Linked DNA regions of Mus musculus: all the other regions are linked to region 3. Evidence: chromatin contacts called from public HiChIP or PLAC-seq data. All regions are on one chromosome and are shown on one strand. Each heading gives the region's core, a stretch centred on a gene start, on an enhancer-like site or on the middle of the called end of the contact. The rest is flanking DNA. Distances are from core to core; before and after follow the strand shown. Region 1 holds the start of Haao (3-hydroxyanthranilate 3,4-dioxygenase). Region 2 overlaps Mta3 (metastasis associated 3). Region 3 has its middle 23 kb from the start of Kcng3.

Region 1 (4,029 bases), core at 1,083-3,582, 190 kb before region 3:
CCCTCAAACTGGGAGCCAAAATTAACCCCTTTTTGTTCCAGCAATAGGCAAAGCAGCTAAATACAAACAGGTACAGTCTGGAAGGACCAAGGATCAATATCTGGAAGGCCCCAGTCAATCGGGGACTGATCAATGGCAGAACACATGGGTAAGAGGGGAACTGTATTTTCTTAACACTGAAGTCATCTGAATAATGAGGCTTGCCCGTGGTACCCTAGAACAGTGTTTTATCACATAGTCCAAAGTAGAGGGCATCTCTCACAGTGATTATACAAATATATCTTAGTTTGAATCTAGAGTGTTCATGTCCTCAAATTCTATGTACAGCCTCACGTCGTTTGATTGCATCAATTAAAATACAGGGTAACTACCACTCTGTCCTCTGTAGGAAGTGTCAGAACATCTGCTGGTTTGCAAGCAGCCCCTCCCCTTGGTGTGACTTCGATTGCCTTCTCCTTACCTTCTTAACTCCTCCCCCTTCCTCCCCATTTAACAGCACCTGAAACAAGCCTGACACATAGGTCATAGGTCCCTGCATTGCCTGGGTTTTGTTTACACCCATTTGACTACGGGGAGATGGGAAACATAAAGAAGGTTTGAGTTATTTAGGTACCAAACAATGTTCTGGAAGGAAATGCTTCAATAAATACTTAGCTGAAACATGCCAAGTGAATAATCAAAAAGATAAAGCTGTAGAAAGGGGCAAGGGTGGTGGAGAGGACACAAGAAGGCCCCTGCCAGGTGCGTGAGATGCTTGCTGAGAGCCTGTCCAAGTTTGGCTTACACCAGCAGAGCTTTTAATTCTGAGAAGAAGAGACTCTGTCAGGCTGCAGACAAGCGAGGGTGGCCATGAGAGCCACGAGGGAGCCACTAGGAATTCTTCTATTCTGTAGTCTGTATTCTGGGCTCAAAGGCCTGAGACCATTTCTTCTCCCTCGCACTGACTTCTGTAGTTCACTCCCTTTCAGTTCTCCCAAGAATTGTGAGTCCTGGAGGGTAGGTGGTCCTTGCCTTCCCCTCTTCCTCCTACGTTTCCTGCCCCAGGGCAACCTTGGCTGAGGAGCCTCTAGTCTGGCAGGCTCTGGGGTGGGTTTGAATGTGCTTGGCCTGGGGAGTGGCACTATTAGGAGGTGTGGCCTTGTTGGAGGAAGTGTGTCAGTGGGGTTGGGGAGGACTTTGAGGCCCTCCTCCTAACTGCCTAGAAGACAGACTGCTCCTGTCTTCTTTTAGAACAAGCTGTAGACCTCTCAGCTCCTTCTCCAGCACCATGCCTGCCTGGGATGCTGCCATGCTTCCCGCCATGATGATAATGGACTGAACCTCTGAACCTGTAAGCCAGCCCCAGTTAAACTTTGTCCTTTATAAGAGGTCTTGGTGTCTCTTCACAGCAATAAAACCCTAAATAAGACAGACACCTAGGACCATCTTCACCTGTAAAGGTCTTCACATGTGGGTGGCTTAAAACATGCAAGGGTGGGGATTGTAGGTTTATGGTGACATCCATCTGTAATCCTAGTACTGAGGTAGAAGGATAGAGTTTGAGGCTAGCCTGAGCTACATAGCAACCTGCCCAACATTCTGGGTCACAAAGTGATTTCTTGTCTCAAAAACAAAAACCAAATAATAAAATATAAACAAGACGTGTGAGGGGACAGGGACATTCTGAAGCTCCATGGCAGAGTTTGCCTAGCACACTAAAGACTCTGGTTCAATTCCCCATGGAGGGGTAAAGAGCTCACTCAGACCAGTGCTGGACACCTCATTCCTGCCCACTACTACTAGGCGCCAGGGCTGCCGAGCTGGACCAGGCCTCAGCTGCAAAGCAAGGTGAGGACAGGGTATCTCAGGTCTAGCCAATCACATCTGCAGGACTGGGCCAGACCTCCGTGCTCCGGAGGAGACTGGATGCAGCCTGTTCATTGCCTCCTGTGATGGCCTCTGTGTGCTCCTGTTGCCTTCAGTCCTCCTTGTGCTCAAAGTCTCCGATTTTCAAACCTTTATTCTCCCAACACAATGTTTCTTTAGAGGCAGGGCAGAAGAAGAAACCCGAAAAGCTGAAAGCCCAGCGTCCTGCATCTTACATGGGCCCAGTAGGTACCAGAGTCCAGCTTCGGTCCAGAGCAACTAGGTGTTGGGAGGATGCTGGCCATGTCCCAGGAGGCGGGTCTGTTCTTGGGCTTTGATCCCTGCTCCGGCGTGTGTGCAGGGGCAGGGCAAGTAGTCTCAGACTCTAGAGCTGCCCCCTCAGAGTGGCAGGGGATTGCTCAGCTCTTTGACCTCTGGTAACCTAATTAACTAGGTGGCCAACAGGAGACTGCGCAGATCGCAGGTCGCAGATCGCATCACTCCAACCTCCCGATTACCTGGCCACCACGTTGTGGGCAGAAGAGTCCTGCCTGCCGGCCATGGAACGCCGTGTGAGAGTGAAGTCTTGGGTAGAAGAGAATCGGGCCTCCTTTCAGCCTCCGGTTTGCAACAAGCTTATGTGAGTCGCCAGCACCCGGTGACTACAACCCACCCTCTTTCTTACTCCTCTTCCCTCAGCTGTCCCCTCCCCCTCTAACCTTGCGTTCCATCCACTTGGTGCTCTTCTGGGGAGGGTGAAAACGACCTGTTTCTTCTTTCACTACCTCAGTATGTTCCTCTTTCTGGAGACCACAGACTTGTGGCCATGACTTCTGAGACCAGCTTGTGTGTCTCTGAGGCTGTGAGAGATGAGGTGGCAGGGTGTGACATTCCTTCCTTCCGCAGCTGAAAGCACCTTTCCAACCCACTGCCCCCATGCACCTTGGGGAGAACCTGGTGTTCAATGCCCCGGACTAGAACTTAAGGCCTGGAGGCCTAGAACCAAGCACCTCAACCCTTGGCAAACCCCGAAGCTATGGAGTCAGATGAACAATTCTTTGGATGAGGGGGCTTGAATTCCCAATCTTCCTGCTTCTATTTCCCAAGTGCCACAACACCCTGTTTCTGAGGTGCTGAGGGAAGAAGTCAGTGAATGCTAGGCTCCCACTTTTCCAAACGGAGCTGCATCCCTAGTCCTGGGGATTCTTAATTCAGGGCTCAAGGCCAGGACACAAACACCAGACCCACCCAAGTCTCCTCTAACTACAGCACAGACTGCCTCCTTCCCCTCCCCCTCCCCTCCCTCAGTTCCACAGCAGAGCTTCTTGCACCACCTCCACAGACCCGAACTCCCCGTGTCTGTGTGGCTATAAGTTATTTCCAGTGGGCAGTGTCCCAACCCAAATGGCTCCAGACATTTCCACCCCAATGGGAAGACTAGCCAAGTATATCACATCGTCTCCTTGACTTCTCACATAGCCCCCCATGAGTTGGGATTTAATAAGTAACTTTCCCAATGTCACAGAACTAGAGGGGGACAGAGTCCATGAGCAAGCCCAGGAAGAGTTTGACTACAAAGTCCACGCATGCTCTTGGTCACTGCGCAATACCCCCGTAGCTAACCAGGACAGCCCCCCCCCCCCCCCGAGCCTCCTCTCTTCTGCCACTGCTGCTTTCCTGTTTGGAGCTTTACCATTTTTGTCTCTCTTCTCCACGTCTTCCCTGTCTGCTGTCTCTCATTTTCACTCCTCCCAGCCTTCCTCCCTCCAAGCCCGTGGGCATTTCTCTGATTCAGTCCACATCAGCCTGGTTAGAAGCAACTGCCTGCCCAGCCTCCAGGCCTGCTTACCCCCACGCCCACCCCACCCCCAGCAGACTAGCCTCTAGAACTTCTCGAGTTCGCCATCATGATCCTAGGGCCTCCCTTTATTCAGTCAGTCGGTATTTGCTGTGCACCACGATGCTCCGACACTGGGCTTACGGCAGGAGGCAAACTGAAAAAAAATGCCTTCCCTGTAGAATTGTTGAGAGGGGACGCCAATCAGTATGAAGTAGCCCATGTCCCTGAGAGGACAGTTTTCATGGCGAGTCTGTGCCATGCCTGGCCCTAGCTTCTCTGGTACTTTGCTGGTATCAGTGGTGTTCCTTGGTTTCAATGCATGAACCCAGTGTCCACTTTCGTCC
Region 2 (4,537 bases), core at 1,624-4,123, 150 kb before region 3:
GAAGTCAACCTTGGCTATGCTCCTTAGGTGTTGCCTATTTTGTTTGGTTTTGTGTGTTCTGTTTTGTGTTTGTTTGTTTGTTTGTTTGTTTGAGATGGTGGCCTGGAATTCACCAAGACGGCCAGGCTGAATGGCTGGAAAGTCCCAGGGATTGATCTTCCTTGAGCAGGATTATGAACAGGTGTCTTCTTAAAACTATATTTACTTATGCTTATGGGTGCTTTGTCTACATGTCTGTCTGTGTGGCACATGGGTGCTTGGTGTCCTCGGAGGCCAGAAGAGGTCATTAGATCCCCTGGGAGTAGAGTTGTAGATGGTTGTGGGCTGCCATGAAGGTTCTGAGAATCAAATCTGGAAAAACGGCCAGTGCTCTTATCTGCTGAGCCATTTATCCAGAGTGCCCCTCACACCCCAGTTCTGATTTTCAGAGACAATTTCTCTATGTAGCTCTGGCTGTCCTGGAACTCACTCTGTAGACCAGGCTGGCCGTGAATTCAGAGTTCGGCTTGCCTCCTATGTGCTGGGATCAAAGGCGTTCACTACCACGCCCAGGTCTCTCCGCCACACCCCTGCTTTCAAAAGTGAGTTCTGTAGATGAGATGCAGGCCCTTGTGCTGGCAGGACTGGCCCTTTTTCCAACTGAGCTATAGGTCCACACTGCAGATAGAACCTTAACACTTACTGAGCACCCACTATGAGTCAGAGGCAGCAGACTTCATTTAAACACCTTCTACCTTCAAGTGACTCTTTGCATTTTCTCTTCTCTTTTTTTCCACTCTCCTGAAAGCCGGAAAGGAAACACTACAGGGGTGAGACACGGAAGGAGAGGCTTTGGGAGCCAGAGAATGGAGCCCACAGGTTTCTGTTAGACCTTCAGTCTGAGTAAGAAACAAACAAAATGAAATGAAACCAAAAGATTCCCGAATACCCACTGCATTTTCCTATGTATTTGCAAACAGACACTCGACTCTTATACCCAGGAAACATGAACATCACCCAAGAGCATGCCTCACTCAGCACAGCCCAGGGTCCTTGTTCACCTAGAGGACGACACAAGATTGGGAGTTCAAATCCCACCGCAGTTACCCATTAACGATGTGACTTTGGGTGAGTCACTAAACCTCTCTGGGCTGTTGATTTTTTTTTTCTCCACTACTGAAATGAAATGATGAAATGATATAAAAGTATAAATGATGTCATCGTGAGAGCAGCTCTGTAAGGCGGATGCCATCACCACTTTACAGATTGAAAGAGGAGAAAACAGGTGTGAAGAAGCCAAAGGCCTCACGGGAGCAGGAGGGAGAAGTCCGAGATTCATTGCAGCTCCTGCAAACACTTGGCTACCTGTCTCCACTGCCCATGGTACAAATGCCTCTATTCCCCTGCCCCGCCGCCCTTTCTTGCGCTCTCAGAGGCACAGAGAGCTTCCCTTAAAGGGCCTATCCCTGATAACTGGGCATTAACGTAGTGGAACCCCTGTAGCAGGTTCTCTGTCTGCCAGCAATGCAAATGACATCAAAGCACCTCTAAGTATGTCGGCAAATGGGTGGGTGACAGCACAGGGCCCGACACTAGGACGTACCACACTGAACATATCTGCGCGGTATGACTGTCAGATCAACCCTGCCTTTCCAGCTCCCTGCACCGAGGCTTCTGACACATGAGCCCGTCTGCACTGGCAGAGTCAGTTCTGTTGGGTGGAGTCAGTTCCGTTGGGTGGAGTCAGTTCCGTTGGGTGGGTGCTGTATGTGGTCCGACGCCTTAGGACTGGCTTAACCCACACTCAGTGCTTGTTCTCTGACCCTAGTCTGTACCAGGGCCAAGTAAAAGACAGAAACTTTCAGGAAAGCAGTATGAAATTGTCTGTCTATTTGGGGGTAGGGGAGGGTGTGTGTGTGTGTGTGTGTGTGACAAGGTGATCTAGAATGGAGCTCAGCTGTAGACTGCTTCCCCCAAAATAAATGTGTGTTGGTGCACAAGGCCCTAGGTTAGACCCCAGTACTGTAGACACTAGGCATGCTGGCACCTTTGCTACATCTGGCGTTTGAGGGAAGCTAGGATACATGGCATCTTGTCTCAAAAGAACGAAAAACCATTTTTTTTAAATGTCTGAAAAAAAATTCCTTCTTGCAAATATCAAGAGCTCCCACCACCGGGAACCGGAAGTCCACCTGTGCTTGCTGCCTGCCGCTGTGGTCAACAATGCTGGCTTATGTTTCTGCTGCTATGATGTTCCAACCTCACCTCGGGCCCAGAAATACAGAACCAAGGGACATACACTTGGAACTCCGTGGGATCGTAAGCTACACAGCGATTTCCTGCCTAAAAGTAAAAAAAGCACCTGAGAGGCAAGGACAGGAGGGGAGATGAGTGACAGAGAAGAGACAGGAAGCTGGGAGGCGGGACACTCACTGGAAGCAGGTTGTCTGCAGCCAAATTAGTTTCCCCTATCTTCACAGTCTTGTCCATCTGTTGGCTGTGGTAATTAAGTACCTGTGCTAATTGGTTTCAACATTGTATCACACGGGGTAAGGCTTTTCCCCGTGAATCTGTACCTGCTTTGGTATTTGATAATAGAACTAGGAGATGGAAACTTACTACACTAACCAGATATTATCCAGCACTGAGGTTAGTCAGGACCTGGATCCTGAGAGAATAAGAAACACGGTCACTGTTCCAAGGAAAGGGCCCACTAGGAATCTGTTTCTGTAGCAGTATGGCCTCAAGGCACCAAATTTATCCCTCTGATGGCTTCCTGACACTTGAGACCAAGTCTCTTAAAAAAAAAAAAATCCTTTGCCACGGCTCCCTCTTCTCCCAGAAGGGGGCGCTAGAGAGCTACAAGTATCCTTCTGTTCCAGTCAGCCACACCCTGTTAGCACAAGCAGCTTGTTCCAGTCCTAGCCATTCAGTGTAGCTCTAGCTGTCCTGGAACTAGCTTGGTAGACCAGGCTGGCCTCGAACTCAAGAGATCTGCCTGCCTCTGCCTCCCGAGTTCTGGACCATCACCGCCTGGTATATCCTCTGAAAGCTTCTAAATTGAGATACTTCCAGTTTCTGTGCCCTTTGAACTCAAGGACATTCGCCGTGTTAGTTGGTCTGCTCTACCGTCCAGCTGTTGTTCTATTGATGTCTTATAATAACTTAGCTGTTAAAACAGTTAATATAGCTTCTATTTCTACACTTGATCTTAGCCCAAAGGCCGAGGAGCCATTATAGTTCCTATTTCTAAATAGTACTCACATTGCTTTTAAAAAATATTTTCGGGCTGGAAAGATGGCTCCGCTGGGCTCACAACCAAAAATAAAGAGAAGCATGTTTAAAAGTTTTTATCTTATTTTTAATTATGTGTGAGGGGCTATGTGCACACGACTGCAGTGAAGGTGGAAGAGGAAGTGGGAGTTAAAGGCCCCTGTGAGCCACCAGGCACGTGTGCTGTGTCTTCTGCAGAGAGAGTATGATTCTAACTCCTGAGCGGTCTCGCCAGCCCCTTCTGCTTTAAGATAAGAGTCTGGGTACGTAACCTGGGCAGGTCTAAAGACTCCTCCCACCACTTCCTCCTGAGTGCTAGGGCTCGTGTGTGGACCACCACACTCTCTGCTTGCTGGAGCAGTTACTAGAGAGTGATTCTGAAACTCGTTGTCCTTGACTTAGAGTCCATCTGTGCCCATATTTGGTAAACTGGGGAATTACAATCCACTGCACTAGGTCTGTTTTCTTCAACACTTTCCTTTGTATAATTTATATTGTGCACCTAAGTGCCAGGCTCTGGGCACAGAGATACAATTGTGTGCCCTAACAAACCCATCCCAACCAGAGATCTTTTTGCGTGAACCGAATGGGAAGGCACAGGTTAGTTGGCTAGCACACGGCAAGGCATGTTGTCACCAGCCTCCTTTTTGAGCTGCGACAGCGGATCAAAGAGTTTTGAAGAAAAGACTGGGTATCTTTGGGAAACGAGGCAGGTGTCACCCGCGGCGAGCTGCTGACTTGGTCAGTATGGCGTCAGGAACTCATGCGTGCTGTGCCCCTGCGTCCTCTTCAGAGTGCAGAGGCAGTGACCTTGCAACAGCCTGCATTCATTCAGTGAGAAGCAGGGCAAGCTGCTCTGGAGGCGAAGCCCCAAGGAGAAGAGGGCCATGATGCTGGGCACCAGGTGCTGAAGAGATGACCTGACCGGAGCTGCCGTACAGGTCTGGACCTGGCTGCAGAGCGGCCGTGTGAGGTGCGAGGGAGACTTCCAGCACTGGTTACTGCAGAGACTGGTGAAGGGCTGGGGGTGTGGCACACTGGTGGACTGCTTGTCTGGTGCTGTGGCTTGAATGTGCAATGTCCCCATAAGTTCTGCATTCCACCACTTGGTCCACACACAGTGGCCCTGTCTGGGGAGCTGCAGAAGGTTTAGTAGGCGGAGGAAGCAGACCACTGGGGTCTTACACTCTGGCCCCATTTCCTGTTGACTGCATTTCGCAGATGCAATGTGACCAGATGCCACTCAGGCCTGCCCCGTGCCTTCCTCATCTCGCTGGACTATATT
Region 3 (4,173 bases), core at 1,222-3,721:
CTGGGATTATGTTTATAACCCAGCATATCTTGCTTTTTGTTTTTATTTTTTAAAGAAATTAAATTTATTTATTTTGTGTATGTGTTTATTTGTGTGTGTGTGTGAGAGAGAGAGAGAGAGAGAGAGAGACAGAGAGACAGAGTGGGAGAGAGAGTGGTGTGAGGGGTGGGGCAAGGGAGAGAACACTACAGTGCACATGTAGAAGTCTGAGAAAAACTTTCAAAAGTTGATTTTCGGTCTGGCGAGATGGCTTAGTGGGTAAGAGCACTGACTGCTCTTCGGAAGGTCCCTGAGTTCAAACCCCAGCAACCACATGGTGGCTCACAACCACCTGGAATGAGATCTGAAGCCCTCTTCTGGTATGTCTGAAGTCAGCTACAGTGTACTTATATATAATAATAAATTAATCTTAAAAAAAAAAAAGAGTTGATTTCCTCTTCAACCAGTGTGGGTTCCAGGACCTGGTTCAGGTCACAAGCCTTAGCAGTAAGCAACTTTTTGTTTTGTTTTTGTTTTTGTTTTTGTTTTTTTCGAGACAGGGTTTCTGTGTAGCCCTGGCTGTCCTGGAACTCACTCTGTAGACCAGGCTGGCATGGAACTCAGAAATCCACCTGCCTCTGCCTCCCGAGTGCTGGGATTGGAGGCATGTGCCATCACGCCCGGCCAGTATATCTTTATTTGTGTGTTTCTGTGTAAGTATATTCAAATGTGTGTGAATGCACACGACCTCGTGAAAAGACACTGATTCCCCGAAGCCTGGAGTTATAGGAGTTTGCTGGATGCCTGGCTCATTACTTGGGTGCCAGAATCTTAACTCTGGTCTTCATGACTTGGCAGCAAGTATCACCCATAGCTTCATAGTAAAGCCATCCTGGGCTAAAGACCATATCTCAAAAAACATTAATAACAGGCAGATATATTTTCTAACTATGCCCTTTTTACCCCTGTATCTACAAACCCAAAGCCCATGATGGCTGTAATACATATTATTAATATTTTATTTTTTAAAGATTCATTTATTTATTATATACAGTGTTCTGCATATATAGCTCTATGTCAGAAGAGGCGCCAGATCTCATTATAGATGATTGTGAGCTACCATGTGGTTGCTAGGATTTGAACTCAGGACCTCTGGAAGAGCAGTCAGTGCTCCTAATCACTGAGCCATCTCTGCAGCCCCAGTCCCTGGTGTTTTAACAAAGCCTGTGATTCTCAGAGGACTGATCAGAGCTATTCCCTGACAATGTAAAATTTCCAGTGGAGGTAGGTCAAGGCTCAGCAACAATCTGATCTGTCGCAGGAGCCGAGCAGAAGCCATTCCCTGGCAGGAAGGAACAGACATGCAGCCAGCAGGAGGCTGTAGAATGTCTGGTTCTATCTTAGCGTGGTGAAACATGACTTTGTGAGTTCAAGGTCAGTCTGGTCTACAGAGTGAGTTCTAGGACAGCCAGGGCTACACAGAGATATTAGAGAAAAAAAAAGCAGGAAGGAAGGAAGGAGGGAAAAGAAAAAAAGGAAGGAAGAAAGAGGAAAAGGAAGGAAGGAAGGGAGGGAGGGAGGAAGGAAGGAAGGAAGGAAGGAAGGAAAGAAGGAAGGGAGGGAGGGAGGGAGGGAGGGAAGGGAAAGTCTGTTTCTAGCACCACACTTGGTGGCCATTGCCAGCAATCAAGAGGCTAAATCAGAATAGTCAGGTATGCTGGAGAACTCCTGTAACCCAGCACTTAGACAAGAGGACCAGGAGCCCAAGATTATCCTTGGCCATATAGTGAGACCAGTCTGGCCTTTAGGAGGCCCTATTTCAACTTCACCTCCCCATAGCCCCCCCTCCCCCCAACTTTATCTCCTCCCCAAATCCCTGTTTCTCAAGACTGGAGAGGTGAGCAGGGACACTTCTTAGCATATGAGACCCTGGGTTTAATTCCCTGTGTTGAAAAAAAGAAAGCAAGCACAATGAAGCCGTGAGGTGTGTTGTTCTGAATTGGCCTGGCAATCCATTCATAAACAACTATGCCCAGAACAAACATCAGGGTGTTTCCATGTGGCACTCAGGGTCTGGGGCTAGGCCGGGCTTGATTTATTCTTTATTTTTGTGGTGCTAGGGAATTCAATCCAGGCCCTGTAGCTCTCTATGCTGAGTTTCAGAGCCATCTCTCTCGCTCCCTTTTTATGCCAGACAGGTTGTCACCATGACATCTGGATTGTTCTAGAACTCGCTCGGTAGTGCCGGCTGACCTCAAAACCACCGTGATTCTCCTGTGTCAGCCTCAAGGTCCTGCCGAGGTCACTGGTGTGAATACACCCAGCCGGTTCCAGATCTTTATCAAGGACTTTTACAAGGTTGATTTTCTTCTTTAGGTTGCTGGTATTTGCTGCCCCACCCCCACCCCCAAACAGGAAGTCGTCTAGCTCGGAGCACATCTCTTTTATTCTCACACAACACACAACCACCGGATGTCCCTCCACTAAGGAAATACTTCGTCACTCCTTGAGAGTGTCATGACCTTGTTTCCCACAAGGCATTGCGAGATTGCCAGAGCGCTTACATGGACCTTTCCTGTGGTGCTCAGACACTTTCCATCCTGGGATCTCCACCTATCCAAGTGGTGCCGTGTATCTGAGATCCTGGGTCCACCCCAACAGGCCTGTGAGATGCACCTCTCCAAGGGGGGAGACCCGCATGCTCTTCCAGATGGAGCTCAGGTTTAGGATAAGCTCAGAATCAGCGGCAAACAGTAACCCAGCTGCCTCCCAAACTGACATCTGAACACGAGAAGGTAACCAGGCAAGGCAGTTTACTTTAGCAAAAAGGCGCGCGACACCCCAAACATCCAATCAAGAACAGTAGCGAGGAAGCTCATTCAATTTTAGTTCTAAAGCGCTAAAGTCTGTCTCTATGTCTGTCTGCATGTGAGTACAGGTGAGTGTGTGGAGGCCAAAGGTCAATGTAAGTCACTTTACTCTACCTAACTCTTTATTGCATTTTCCCCCCCCTGGGACAGGGTTTCTCTGTGTAGCCCTGGCTGTCCTAGAACTCACTCTGTAGACCAGGCGGGCCTTGAACTTAGAAATCCACCTACCTCTGCCTCCCGAGGGCTGGGATTAAAGGCGTGCACCACCACGCTCTGCTCTTTATGGCATTTGTAAAAAAATAAATAAGTACACTGTAGCTGTCTTCAGACGCACCAGAAGAGGGCATCAGATCTCATTATGGGTGGTTGTGAGCCACCATGTGGTTGCTGGGATTCGAACTCAGGACCTTCAGAAGAGCGGTCAGTGCTCTTACTCGTTGTGCCCCTCTTTATTGCATTTTTAATTTATACTTTTAAAACATTCATTTTGTTTATCTTGTGCATGCAGCTTGTCCTGATTACTGTTATGGCTGTGAGAAGTCACCATGGCAACCACACTTTTTTTTTTTTTTTTTGAGATCCTGTGTCTCACTACATAGCTCACTATGTAATTCATTCACTCCTGAACTCACTATGTAGACCAGGCTAGCCTCAGAGCAATAAAGATCCACTTGCTTCTGCCTCCCAAGTACTGGAACTAAAGCTGTGTGCCACTGTGCCCAGCATTAAGGACAGAGTCTCTGTAACTGGCAGGTCTGGAACTCACCATACAGATCAGGCTGGTCTCAATTTGAATAGATCTACCTGCTTTTGCCTTGAATTTTTCATGATGTGTGTGTGCGTGCGTGCCACGTTTGCTGCCTGCGTGAAGGGGCCCACAGAGGCCAGAGAATGGCGTTGGATCCCTTGAAGCTGGAGTTACGCACAGCTGTGAGCTACCAGACATGGAAAATGTATAATACCCCAGTAATAAGTTTTACATTGATAATTTCCATCTCATTATTATAACTTTATATATTGATTAGATTAAATTGAAATGGTAGTATTTAATATATTTAATATTTAATATATGCTGGGGGAAAATCTGGGTGAAGGAGCGGAGGGAGAAATTCTCAGTGGAGCATATGCTAAGTCTGCAAAAAGTCTTGGGTTCAAACTCTACCACCGAAACCCAAAAACCCCAAACAAAGCACAACTCATCTCCCCAGTTTATTTTTGCTGTCTTCACGGTGGCTACTGAGAATGCTATCTCATTTACTCTCATTATTTTGGGAAAGATTTTTTTAAAAAGATTTATTTATTATTTATACATAAGTTCACTAGC

What was found. HiChIP or PLAC-seq counts read pairs in DNA pulled down with a chosen protein or histone mark.
Region 1: a contact with region 3 is called in a CTCF HiChIP or PLAC-seq map of CD8 T cells, with 7 read pairs. The contact joins the promoter of Haao here to the enhancer-like site in region 3. A contact is called at or near these places in 16 of 39 promoter capture datasets (the 3T3-L1 cell line, the C10 cell line, the HPC-7 cell line and 10 more), 4 of 15 datasets of contacts at CTCF or cohesin (CD8 T cells, embryonic stem cells, large pre-B cells and 1 more), 58 of 484 Hi-C or Micro-C datasets (the 63-12 cell line, the AML12 cell line, B cells and 38 more), 14 of 115 datasets of contacts at active chromatin or transcription factors (CD8 T cells, the HPC-7 cell line, acute myeloid leukemia and 6 more) and 3 of 9 other capture datasets (adipose tissue, liver and pancreatic islet).
Region 2: an H3K27ac HiChIP or PLAC-seq map of embryonic stem cells shows a contact between it and region 3, with 26 read pairs. The contact joins two enhancer-like sites. A contact is called at or near these places in 3 of 15 datasets of contacts at CTCF or cohesin (the G1E-ER4 cell line, large pre-B cells and pro-B cells), 24 of 484 Hi-C or Micro-C datasets (B cells, the Ba/F3 cell line, CD4 T cells and 13 more), 8 of 115 datasets of contacts at active chromatin or transcription factors (the HPC-7 cell line, effector CD8 T cells, embryonic stem cells and 2 more) and 2 of 9 other capture datasets (adipose tissue and liver).

Annotation. Positions count from the first base shown.
Region 1 is chr17:83,845,093-83,849,121 of GRCm38.p6, reverse strand. It overlaps Haao (3-hydroxyanthranilate 3,4-dioxygenase), which reads left to right and starts at 2,332. Exons shown (of 10, transcript NM_025325.2): 1 at 2,332-2,485. The coding sequence starts at 2,406.
Region 2 is chr17:83,806,522-83,811,058 of GRCm38.p6, reverse strand. The region is part of intron 16 of Mta3 (metastasis associated 3); the gene reads right to left. Among named protein-coding and RNA genes, the nearest start is that of Gm41637, 18 kb to the left of the region's middle. Within about 2 kb of position 2,873, at least 76 of the 459 cell types and tissues checked have an H3K27ac peak or open chromatin away from gene starts, as enhancers often do. A contact at or near this core is called in B cells, the G1E-ER4 cell line, the HPC-7 cell line and 3 more, where this site is marked.
Region 3 is chr17:83,653,074-83,657,246 of GRCm38.p6, reverse strand. No RefSeq gene overlaps it. Among named protein-coding and RNA genes, the nearest start is that of Kcng3, 23 kb to the right of the region's middle. Within about 2 kb of position 2,471, at least 66 of the 459 cell types and tissues checked have an H3K27ac peak or open chromatin away from gene starts, as enhancers often do. A contact at or near this core is called in B cells, CD8 T cells, the CH12 cell line and 17 more, where this site is marked.